2 separate regions of the Callithrix jacchus genome follow, and region 1 is linked to region 2. The links are chromatin contacts, called in public Hi-C maps. All regions are on one chromosome and are shown on one strand. Each heading gives the region's core, a stretch centred on a gene start, on an enhancer-like site or on the middle of the called end of the contact. The rest is flanking DNA. Distances are from core to core; before and after follow the strand shown. Region 1 has its middle 38 kb from the start of MB. Region 2 holds the start of RASD2 (RASD family member 2).

Evidence for each region. A called contact is a pair of places that touch in the nucleus more often than the background predicts.
Region 1: a Hi-C map of skeletal muscle shows a contact between it and region 2, with 2.6 times the contacts expected there. The contact joins the enhancer-like site here to the promoter of RASD2 in region 2. A contact is called at or near these places in 2 of 3 Hi-C or Micro-C datasets (both in skeletal muscle).

The regions. Positions count from the first base shown.
Region 1 is chr1:206,421,205-206,427,718 of calJac240_pri, forward strand. No RefSeq gene overlaps it. Among named protein-coding and RNA genes, the nearest start is that of MB, 38 kb to the right of the region's middle. Within about 2 kb of position 3,742, at least 2 of the 16 cell types and tissues checked have an H3K27ac peak or open chromatin away from gene starts, as enhancers often do. A contact at or near this core is called in skeletal muscle, where this site is marked.
Region 2 is chr1:206,378,001-206,384,203 of calJac240_pri, forward strand. It overlaps RASD2 (RASD family member 2), which reads left to right and starts at 3,065. Exons shown (of 3, transcript XM_035271245.3): 1 at 3,065-3,109.

The DNA of each region.
Region 1 (6,514 bases), core at 2,492-4,991, 44 kb after region 2:
CACACCCGGCTAATTTTTGTATTTTTAGTGGAGACAGGGTTTCACCATGTTGGTCCAGCGGGTCTTGAACCCCGACCTCAGGTGATCCACCTGCCTTGGCCTCCCTAAGTGCTGGAATTACAGGCGTGAGCCACTGCGCCCAGTCGTCTCATCTCTTTCTTCCCACTGCCACACGCCTGCCTCCCTCATAGAAGGGTCCTTGTCATGGCGTTTGGCTCATGTGGCCAATTCAGGATAACGTCTCTCTTTCCAGATCCTTAAATTAATTACATCTGTAGAGTTCCCTTTTCCGGCTAAGGTAACGTTCACAGGTATTTGGGGGATTAGCACACAGGTGTCTTTGGAGGGCTCTCACGCAGCTTGCTGCATCCGTCCACACAGGGCGGTCATGGAGCTCAGCTTCCAACCCCAGTGCCTGTCACTTTCTCACTGTGTGAACTTGGGCAACGACCTAACTTCCTTGGCTCTCATCCTCCGCATCCATAAAACAGAGATAATGGCAGAGGATTATTAAGACAGCGCAGGGGCCCGGCACGGTGGCTCATGCCTGTAATCCCAACACTTTGGGAGGCTGAGGCTGGCAGATCACCTGAGGTCAGGAGTTCAAGACCAGCCTGACCAACATAGAGAAACCCCGTCTCTATTGAAAATACAAAAAAATTAGCTGGGCGTGGTGGCACATGCCTGTAACCCCAGTTACTTGGGAGGCCGAGGCAGGAGAATCGCTTAAACCCGGGAGGCGGAGGTTGTAGTGAGCTGAGATCGCACCATTGCACTCCAGCCAGGACAACAAGAGCAAAATTCCGTCTAAAAACAAAACAAAACAAAAGCTCAGGGGAAGCTCTGAACACGGGCCCTGCTGCTGATGCTGAGTGAATGTATACAGTGATAGAGTGACAGTAACACCGATCATGAATCGCCTGTGTTTATTGGTGCTCCTTGTACCAGACACTGAGCTGAGTGTTGAGTTTACATAGGTGAGCCATGTTGACATGAGCCTGGGCCTCGTGGAACGTACCAGAGAACCAGGAAGACAGTCTTAGAACAAATAGTCACACAAATCATTAGGGAATTATCGGAGCCGCCCAAGGCCACACAGCCGGGAGAAGAAGTGGGTGGGATTCACACTCAAGTCTGTCTGATTCCCAAGCCTTTATTTTTCCATGATACTCCCAGCCCACCAGAGACCGGAAGTGACTTGCCAAAGGTCACACAGCAAGAGAACAGTCCATTGCAGACCAGGATCTCTGGGCATCCTGCCCAAGGCTCCTCCCAGAGGAAACTCTGAGACATAATAGTAAATTACAAAGTGACAAGCTTGCTCTGTGCCCGGAGGCAGAAGGGACATTTTACGTCCCCAGTATCATTCAGTTTCCATGATGCACAGAAGAGCCTTGGTGCCCTGTTTCACAGAGGAAGAACCTGAAGTCTCAAAGGGGTTCTGTGACAAGGCCAGGGTCACCCAGCAAATTAACTGCCAAGCAGAGATCCAGAACGTTCTCTAAGAACCTGGCCTGGCTCAGAACTCCGCAGTTCAGATTCGACCTCCACACCTTTTCCTAACTTCTGCACATCCTGCCTGGGCCCGCCTGCAGATCTTCGCTCTTTGGGGTCTCCTACAAGTTGGGGGAGGTAGGTGGCTGTGGTTTTTAGGGCGGAATCCCACAGGTGGAATTCTTCCCTAGGTCCGCCTGCGGGGAGACGGGTGGCCCGCTAGTGCCATCTAGTGGTCTTGAAGAGACATGCCGCTTCCCCGGGGAGCAGCAAGAGATCCCACAGAGACACCGGGAGAGAGAGTGACACAGAAGGTCTTCATCCTCCACCCTGCTGGATCCCGGTAGCAAACTGACAAAGCTGAGCTGAAGGTGATCGAAATGATCCTCCTCACTTTGCAGTTGAGGAAATCGAGGTTCAGAGAGGAGAACGCCACACTGCAGCCAGTCAGGGGCAGACACAGGTGGCTGGAGGGATGGGCGAGGAGGTGGAGCTTGCCCTGAGCCTGAGCACTCTGGGAGACCAGGGCAAGACAAGTGAGCTCTTGGTGGAGACTCCTGATTTGGCCTGGGGATGGGCAGGGGGCATTGGCCCGGGACAAAGAGGAGGGTATGGCTGGTAGGAGCTGGATTATGGGCCAGCTTCTGAGAAAGGGAAGAAGGTGGCTGGTAAGAGACAGAGTGTCCTGGCTGAAGTGATCAACCAAGGCTCCACCGTAGAGAAACCCCATGATCTAAGGCCGAGCATGGCTGGAGAAACCCCATGATTCTTAGAAACAAACATGGCTAATGAAATTCCATCAATCTAAGGCACAAACATGGTGGGAGAAACCCCATGATTCTAAGGGACAAATGTGTCTGGGGAAACCCCATGATTCTTAGAGACAAACGCGGCTAATGAGATTCCATCATTCTAAGGGGCAAACAAGGCTGGAGAAATCCCATGATTCTAAGAGACAGGAACTTGAGATGCTCACTCAACAAACCATCACTGACCATGCACTCTGTGCCTTACCCACCAGGGGCGCTCAAGACCCACACACCAATCAGACCCGGTCCCTGCTCTGCAGGACTCCACAGCTCAGTGGGGCAGGTAAACAGATGACAGCCTATCAGAATCAGGCCAGAGAGATCCAAATGGCCCCCTCAGAGGGGCGTGGGCTCTGCAGCCAGACTGATCTAGCCGATGACGCTAGCAAAAATAGTGGAAGGGCCAGGCGTGGTGGTGCACATCAGTAATCCCCGCTACTCCGGAGGAGGATTACTTGCACCCAAGACTCAGAGGCTGTAGTGTGCCATGATCATGCAGGTGAAGAGCCACTGCACTCAGCCTGGGCAACATAGCAAAATCCTGTCTCTAAAAAAGATGGTGGAGTGGCTAGCATTTATTGAGTGCCTGCTATATACCAGGCACTATATAAGCACTTTCAATTAGCTAATTTGGTGAAACCCAGACCCTCTCTAACTAGCGGTGTGACTTTTGGTAAATTACTTACCCTCAAGATTCTCATCTGTAAAACAGGAGCCATGTGCCTACCTTGCTAGGCTATGTGAGGTTAGAATGAAGTGTGTGTGTGTGTGTGTGTGTGTGTGTGTGTGTACCTGGAATACAGTAAGTGCTCTATAAATGGTAGCCACCATTGAAATAATAAGTGCCATAATGCAGGAATGACCAAGAGTTCCCACAATCTCTTGCCTATCTAGTGTTATCTTTTTTTTTTTTGAGACTGAGTCTTGCTCTGTTGCCCAGGCTGGAGTGTAATGGTGTGATCTCGGCTCACTACAACCTCTGCCTCCCAGGTTTAAGCAATTCTCCTGTCTCAGCCTCCTGTAGATGAAATTACAGGTGCTTGCTACCACACCCTGCTAATTTTTTGTATTTTTTAGTAGAGACAGGGTTTTGCCATGTTGGCCAGGCTGGTCTTGAACTTTTGACCACAGGTGATTCACTCACCTCAGCCTCCCAAAGTGCTGGGATTACAGTAATAAGCCACTGTGCCCAGCCTATTCGGTGTTATAGGACTGGAGGTAATTGTGTCTGAGGTCAGGGAGAGAAGGGAATCGGGGAACTCCCTGGAAAGGAGTGGGGACTTGGCCAGGACCTGAAAAGGGCAGGAGGTACTGCCCTCTTCCCCTCCTCTGCCCCTCCTCTCCTGCTCAGCTCCCCCTTCCCCTCTAGGGTACACCCTCTCCCCTCCATTCCCATTGCCCTGGTCCTGACCTCACCATTCCTCTCCTGGCCTCATGTTTCCACTGGCCTCCCTGCCTCCACTCCTTCCTCCCTGTAGCCAGAGGAAGCTCCTACAACCCCAAGGTGGCTGTCCCTGCCTCCCCCAGCTTTCCTGCTCGTTGACCCCACCCCAAAGGAAAGCCCACTCAAATGTGACGGTCAAGACCCACCCCATTCATTACACAAGCCTGTTTCTCCTTCTCCTTCCTTGAGTCCACAGAGCCCAGAGTTCCAGCCGCCTGGAACTACAAAGAACTACCTGCTGTCCCCTGCAGACCTTGTGCTCCCTCCAGCCCATGTTGGCCACCTAGAAGTTTCTCTGCCCACTCATCTCTCTAGATGGCTGTGCCACTTATAGGTGAGCCTTCCCAGGCACCCCTCCTGTGCAGGATCAGGGAGATCACCCTCCTCCCCCTTCTCCCACAGCTGTGCTCCCATCCCCTGTCCTGGGTGTTCCAACGCTTGTCTTACGTGCCCATCTCCCATACTAGATGGTTGCCTTCCGTGAGGTGAGATCACCCCTGGGAAATGCTTCAAACAGTGCCTCCCTCCAGGTCAGGCCTCACAGCTGGGGCCACGTCTTTGTCATCTTTGCGCGCCACTGTTGAATAGTGGTGATGACACTCACATTTCTGAGCACGTGGTACACCAGGCTCTCAAAGTATCTCCCTTAATCCCTCCAACCCCATAGGAGGTAGGATCTGCTATTATCCTCTTTTACAGATGAGGAAACTGAGGTCAAAGAGGGTGGCCAAGAAGCATGAGAGCCAGGCGGGCCAGTTCCAGGGGCCACCACGTTGGCACCTCTCCAAGTCTGCCTGCAACACCCTTCCCCACTCCCTGGTCCCTGGCAGGCTCCTTTCACCCTCAGGCCTCAATCCCAAAGCCCCGTCCTTGGAGAAGCCTTTTCTATAAGACCCTGTTATACAGCATCAGGCCACCCTGTCTGTTTGCTTCGTAGAATGTGTCTCAAGGTTTTTTTGTACCCGACGCTCGTGTACACACACAGCCACAGACACACATAGACACACTTGACTGTGAGGGAGATAACCATGCTTTTGCTCACGACTACATCCCTAAAGCAAAACACAGTTTAGCCAGCCTCCGAGGTGGTGCTCAGAGATCCCGGCTTCTTGATATGCACACCTTTGCGGAGTCCCCTTCCACACGGAGCAGAGGACCTGTGTTCCGAGAGGATATTGCGTAAATGCCAGAGCGTGACTTCTGAGGCTGGGTCATGAAAGGTACTGCACTTCCTCCCTGGTTCTCTTGTACCACGTGCTCTGGGAGAATCCAGCTGCCATCTTGGGAAGACACTCAAGCAGCTTTGTGGAGCGATCCACATGGTGAGAGACTGAGGCCTCTGGCCCACGGCCAGCACGACCTGGCCAGCCGTGCGAGGGCGCCACCTTCAAAGGGGATCCTCTGTCTCCTGTCCAGCCTCAGATGACTACAGCCCTAACTGACATCCTGCCCACAACTGCAGGAGAGGGATCCTGAGCCAGAACCACCCAGTCAAGCCACTCCCAAATTCCTGATCCTCGAACACCGCATGGGAGAAAAATGCTGATTGTTCTAAGCCACTAAGTTTTGGAGTAACTTGTGATGGAGCAAAATTGACTTCAACACAGATTTCTAAGTCTTTGTTGTATCAATAGGTGGAGAGATGGATGCTGAACGAGAATAACAACCGCCACTCCCTGAGCCCTCTCTCATGCGCTAAGGTCTTTACATGGGCTAATTCTCAGGAAACTACCACAACAGCCTTGCGAGAAGACTGCTACCCTCTACCCAGTTTATAGATGGAGAAACAGGAAGAGTGAGATTAAATAACTCACCCAACGTCACACCCGCAGTCCTGGAACGTGCACCCTGGCAGATTGGGGCCAGCGGCTTTGCTGCCACAAGGCACTGTCTGGGTGTCTCTTGATTCTTCCCAGACCCCTTCTCTGGCTCACTGGGGGCCAGGAAGTGCTCCCTGCCACAGTCTGTGTGGCCTGTGATGGCTGACCCCATAGCTACATGCCCTGCAGACGGAGGAATGCATGGCTCATAGCCTGGCACTGGCACCTCTTGTCCCACTGCTGGGAACACTGCCCTGTCACCTACCCATAGAAGCCAGTTGGACAGAACAGGAAGAAGAGGACGGCTTCTGACCACCCACACCGCCTGGAACCAAGTGGCTGTAAGGGCAGGAGTGGAGGTCAGAGAGCTCAGATTCCAGCCGGCTTGTCAGGCTGGTCTCCTTAGCAAACCTCCTAAGGTTACACAGCCCAGGGTGCTGGCTGGGTACGAGGAAGTCCTCACAGCCTTTGTCCTCTGGATCTGAAATTGTACGGTTGGTTCAGAGCTGGAAATAACAATAGAAAACCCAGGCGTGGTGGCTCATGCCTGTAATCCCAGCACTTTGGGAGGTTGAGGCAGGTGGATCACCTGAGGTCAGGAGTTCGAGACCAGTCTGGCCAACATAGTGAAACCCCGTCTCTACTAAAAATACAAAAAATTAGCTGGGTGTAGTGGTGGGTGCCTGTAATCCCCGCTACTAGGGAGGCTGAGGCAGGAGAATCACTAGAATCCGGGAGGCTGAGGTTGCAGTGAGCTGAGATAGCACCATTGCATTCCAGCCTGGGCAATAGGAGGGAAACTGCGTCTCAAAAAAACCCACAAACGAAAAAACAGTGGGAAACCCCAAACCCCTTTTATCCTCTAAGAAATGAAGCCTAAAGGAGGATGTCGGGGCCCAGGGAGTGTGCAGCGCTCAGACTCCCACCACCGTGAGAAGACAGCAGGG
Region 2 (6,203 bases), core at 1,815-4,314:
ATGAATCAGGCTCTGTCCCCACTCGGAGGAGCTCACATGCTAATGGGGGTGACAAAGCATATGTCCAAAAATGAGGCAGGAGGTAACACGGGCTATGGAAGAAGTGCCCGTGGCGGAGGCCACTGTGTGTGAAGCATTTTGCAGTTGATTTTAATCTTCCCAACAACTGCAGAGGCAGTTACTATTGTAACACGCACTTTACAGGCCAAGAAACTGAGGCTTAAGGAGAGGATCCGTTACCCACAGCGCAAAAGCCAAGCTTTGGTGCTGTGGGGGCACAGAGGAGGAGATCCACACCATTAGAAAGGCTGGGAGTAAGTTTTGTGGAGAGAGGTGTGGACACAGCGCTCTGAAGAATGTGCAGGAGTTTGATGGGTAAATATTGAGAAAAGGATATCCCTGATAAGAAACCAGCATACCCAAGCCCAGAGGAGGCGAAGCCTGGGTTCTTTACCCAGAAGTGGTTTGATTTTGCTGGAATGTAGGCTGGCGGCAGGGCATGGTGAGAATTGTGTCCTGATAGGAGGTTGGAGGCCTTGTATGCTAGGATAAGGAATTTAGATTTTATATCTTTTTTTTTTTTTTTGAGACAGATCTTGCTCTGTCGCCCAGAGTGGAGCACAGTGACACAATCTTGGCTCACTGCAACCTCTGCCTCTTGGGTACAAGAGATTCTCATGTCCCAGCCTCCCAAGTAGCTGGAATTACAGGCACACGCCACCACGCCTGGTTAATTTTTATATTTTTAGTAGAGACAGTTTCGCCATGCTGGCCAGGCTGGTCTCAAACTCCTGGCCTCAAGTGATCCTCCCACCTTGGCCTCCCAAAGTGCTGGGATTATAGATGTGAGCCACCATACCTGGCCCAAGATTTTACATCTTAAGCAATGGGGAGCCCTTGAAAATTCTTGAGCAAGAGATGACATTTTTAGAACAGGACTAACATGATCACAGGTTATACGGAAGAGAGGGGATGACAGGGAGACTGGTGAGGAAGGGGGCAGCTATGACAAAGGGTCCAGTGAGAAATGATGAGGCAAGTGGACTGTGGGGAGTGGGGAAGGGGAAAATAGGCACACATGGGGAGTGTGCTGTTGCCACGCAAAGCTTCCGTGGGCATCAGTGGGTCCCTTATGTGTACTTGCGTATTGACTGAGCCATTCTGTACTGGGAGCGGGGGAGGTGAGGAGCAGAAGGCAGTGCACCTCCCCGGCTTCTCACTCCACATTTAGCTCCCCTCACTATGGGGGGTATAGTCAGTGGGGCATGACCCATTCTGTTGGACAACTCTGCAGAAGCAGGGAGCCATGGGTCCCTGGGCTGCCTGCCACATTTCTGTGATGGGGGTGGCAGAGCTGGCCCAGTGGCCTGAGTCTTCCTGACCCCAGCCTTCCAGGTGAAGCGTGCCACCCTGCTCACCTCCCACTGCCAAGTTCACCGCCAGCTCAAGGCTCGAAGCCTCTGTGCGTCATGACCAGCACAAACGCTCCTGGGCAGAAGCCAGTTCCCAGAGGCAAAGTCTGGATGTGGAAAATGCACCTCGATGAGATCCTGCCACTTGCCACCAGGTGACCTTGGGCACATCCCCTGAGCCCATCTATGGCCTAAATCGGGGCATTGAACACAATTAGGTAGCACAAGTACTGCACCCTCCAACCCTACCTGCCCCATCCTCTCTGGTCAACTTTGCCGGAGAATCTCAAGATGCTAGAGAGACAAGCAAAGCAAGTCACTTTCCATACTCAAAGTCCCAGGCCATTTCAGCACTTCTGTCATTCTGTGGACCCAGCAATATCACACCCATTTTAGAGATGGCACAACCAGAATCCAGACACTTTTCATGACTGGCCAAGGGTCAGATATCTGGGTAATTAACGAGTCAGGACTTGAATGCCAGTCTCTCAGCCAGTGGAGCTGGCCCCTCAGGTGCCCTCCCTAATTCCTGCTGCCTCTTATGAGGTAGGGAGGCCAGGTCTGGGGTTGAGGGTGAGGCTGGCAGACATCTCTGAGGTCCAGGGGTCTGGAACTGAGGGACACAGACAGCACCGCATCCCTTTGCTGTATCACACAATGAGAACATTCTCTTTGAAGCCTCCTGATAAGTGAAGGAGAAAGTCTCTGTTAGGTGCTAATGAATGTTTAACACCTCGCCAAACCTTGCCAATCTCCCTTTTTCACTGAGGGCACATCTCAAGCCTTGGAAGGCCACAGTTTCCAGCTATATTTAATAACCTTGCTTTGTTTTCACTGTGCTTATTTTAACTCTAACTTTCTATTTATGGCAAGTGATACTGCTTTCCCATTTAAGGCAGTGATATAATGATTCTCTAAAATCAAGTGTTTAAGGGGTGGGGAAAGCGGATTTGGTATTAAAAAAAAAATTAAATAAGTGGTGTGGCTATATGGCCCTGTGAGAATGCGTGATGTTTGCCCTAGGTCAAGCCCCTTGCTTAAAAGTGAAAAGGGAGAATGCCGGCGGAAGAGGCACTGCCCAAGGCACCCAGTGTGTCCCCGGCCGCGCTCTCTGAAACGGGCATGCCTCGAAGATCTCTGGCCACTAAGCCAAGGTGACTCCGGTCCCTCTGGGCGACACGTGCACGACCCATGTGCCAGCCCGCAGGGTCCCGTGGGCACCAAGACCTCGGGAGGGTGGAAGCGGCTGGAACGGGCGGATTGGACACCTGGAGAGGCACGCGGACACTTCCGCGAAGGAGGAGGGCGCTGGAGCCGCGGCGCGCTCGGCAAGCAGCTGGGCACCCCGGGCGAGTGGGCAGGCGGGCGGACCCCACGCGGGTCACCTGCGGCCGGGCCCGGCGTGCGTGTGAGCGAGCGCGCAGACGTCAGCCTCCGAGGCCCGTGCAGCCTTCCGGGCAAAGTGCGCGCGCCCGGCGCCTCCAGCCGCCCCCAGCGGCCCAGGCACCAAGCGCCAGGACACGCGGAACCGCAGACGGCGGCGCCCGGGAGGCCGCGAGCGTCGAGGGCGGGGCCGGGCGGGCCGGGCCGTGGGACCCGCCTCCCATTGGCCGGGCGCCGGGGCGGGGCGGGGCGAGCGGGCTCGGGAGGGCAGACGCGGGCGCTGGGCGACGGGACGCGCCGCTCGCGGGGGGCAGGTGAGCGACGCTTGCACGGGCGCGGGAGGGCGCCGCTGGGACCGCCATCGGGAGCCTGGGTTTCTGCCACCTTTCGGAAGGCTCAGCAACTTCCTCGCCCTGCGGGTGGCAGAGGGGCGTCTGCCTGCAGGAGAGGGCAGGAGGGAGAAGCCAGGCCACGCGCAAAGTTCTTCTCCTCTGGGGACAGCAGGAGGTGAAGGAGGAGGAGGAGCCGGTTGCTGCTAACTTGGAGCTGCGAAACCTTGGGGCGGCGTTCAAGGCCCCCTCCCACACGCGCGCAGAGCAGAGCTCCCTGCTCCTCCTTCAGCTGCTGGCGTCGCCGCGCGCGGGGAGAAAGGAGCCGTCCCTCCGGCGCGGGGAGAGCTGCAGAGCCGCGGGCAGAGGAGGAGGCCGCGGCCGACCCCGCCAGCCCGTTACCCCCCATCCGAGCGACCCTTTTCGGGGCAGGCGGAGAAGGTGGCATAGGCGACCAGGAGGGTTCGCCCACCCGGGACACGCACCTATAGTCACCTCCAAAGGACCCCCACTCCCCGAATCTCTAGGGGCTGCTCCTTCATCACTGGAGTCGCCCCTACCGCTCTACCCCTGGCCCCGGAGCCCCAGGCGGGGACCCCCGGATCGAACATCCCCAAGCCTCCGGGCACCTGGCTCAGCAGGAGGCCTCCGGCTCCGGGCAGGGCAGGGCCGGCGGCGGCGAGCCGGAGCCCGCCCCCTGCCCGGGCCCCGCCGAGCCCTCGGAGCCCACCCATGGGGCACCAGCCTCTCGCGCCTCCTTGCCCGGCCGCGCCGAGCCCGGCGCCCCGAGCCGCGCAGGGGAGGATCCAGGCGCAGTGACCCAAGAGGCGCCACAGACTCTGGGTGGCTCGGCGGCGGCTGGAGCAGCAGGCGGCTGCTCCCCGCAGCTCCCGGCGCTTCCAAGCAGCTCTTCTAGCCGAGTCAGAGGCCCGGCCCGCCATTCACAGGTAGGAGACACCCCAACAGAGCTGGGGATCTGGGAAGTGGAGCGGCCGGGAAGAAAGGGTAGAGGCTTGGGGTAGGAAAGCTCAGTGGTTCCTTGCATGACCCAGAGAAAGTGAAATTGGCTGAGCACCTTCTATGTGCCGGGGTCGTCTGGCAACTTTACATACCTAGAGAAAATTAAATTTTTGGAGCACCTACTCTATGTGTCAGACTGGGTGCTAGACCCTTTACTTATCCCAGGAAAGAAAGATGCATTGAGCTTCTACTATGTGCTAGTTTTGGTGCCAGAGGCTTTCCATTTAAGAGAGCTAGAGTAAGAGCCCATTTAAATAGGAGGAAACTGAGGCTCAGGGAGGAAGAGTCAACGTCCTCAAACATTCCTGTCCCCCTTCTGGAGCTGGCTGCAACTTACATACCTGGAGGTGGGGAAGGAAGATTAAGGAGCTCATCCCTTATCCAGAGTTCTTGAGCTTTCTCTGGGTTGGTGCAGAGTGAATTTCCTGGATGATTCCCTTCCCAGGAGGGGTTTCCTGTAACTTAGCTGTCTTGGAGGGCCCAGAAGGCAGCTCTGGAGGCCTCTCTGTGCCCTCCCCTCCCCATGTCCCCAGCACTGGAAGGATGACGGGGGATGTCCAAGACCTCATGGAAAGTGGGAAGCCAGGCTGGGAGCGGGCAGCCAGGTCAGGAGCCGGTGATTGAGGCCTCTGGTGATGTCAGAGACAAGATGGGATCCCTGCAAGACCTGTGCCCGCATTCCAGTTCAGCCTCACCTGCTGCTCTAGGCAGCCCCATGACTGCCAAGAGAAAGTACCACAAAGAAAAGAACCCAACACGTGTTCAGGTTTGCGGCGGGCCAGGAGCTGGGGCAGCCTCCAAACTTATTGGAGGCCCAGAGCTACACAGGGGGTTTGTTTCTTACCATTAACATGGAGTAACCTGAGCCTCGGGAGGCCAAGTCATTTGCCCAGGGCTGCTGGGCTGGTGAGAGGCAGAGCTGGCCTGCCAGAAGCCAGATGCCTGCCTACCTTCTACCGTCTGAGCTGCCAGATGGGGTTGGCTTTGATGGTGTTGGCTTTGCCAAGCCCCCGGACTCTCAAAGTGGCAGCTAGAGGCCAGTGACTGCAATGTACGTGTCCAAAGAGGCTGAGTGTGTGCTGATGGAGGAGGCATGGGAGGGTGGAGGAGAGGCAGTCCAGTGAAACAGGCTCTGGGGCACATACCAGGAGGACACGTCCAGACGTCCTGCTGCCTGTGCCCATGTGACCCCTCCATCTTCTGGGCAGGCCTTGGGGGAGAGGCTCCAGGGAGAAGTGGCGAATCCACATGTGCACTTGCTGGGAGCTGGCTGGCAGGGTTGGGGGAGAATCCGGGGAGGTGCCCACCCCCTCCCTGCCCCACTGCTTGCAGGCAGAGAGGGAGTGAGAATATAATATGCCTCAGGGGTCATCTCCCTGCCTGACACCAGCTGAGGCTTCACTGAGTCAGATAGTGTTTTGAAAAAGACAAGTTTTGGTCTGGGGGTGGGTTTTCATAGAGTTAAGAGCTAGGCTTTGGAGTCAAAGCCTGGTTCTGATCCCAGCCTAGCCAGTCATCTGCTGTGTGAACTGGGGCAAGTGACTTAACCTCTCTGAGCGTCAGTGTCCCCATCAGTCAAGTAGGCTGATGGATGCTTTCCTGGCTGTGGTTACTGTGTCCCCAGGATGGCACCTCCTCATCTCTGCTCTGGAAACTTTCTGCCTCCCACCTGTCCTCAGAATGGCCGTGTGGTAGGCTCAGAAGTCACTGTACGTGTATTCAGATACCTGTGCTGCTAGAGGGTCTCTGTTGAATCTTCTGCCTCTCTGGGCCTCCCCTCTCTGATTCCCTACTTCCTCTCTCTGGTTCTCTGCCTCCTCTCTCTGATTTCCTGAAATCCATTCAGTCATTGATATTGGACTCTAAATTCCCAAAGGGTCCTTCAAATGCAGCCCTGTCTGCTGCTCACTGTGTGAGGTCAGCCTAGCTGAGGGTGAATGGAGAACAAGCTGCAGAGGAGAGCTGTGTCCGTGAGGCTGCCCATGGTGCCACCTCTTGGGGAGGAGAGGGAAGAAAGATGTGGGGGTGGGAGGTGGAGCCCACAGAGGCACTGTCACCT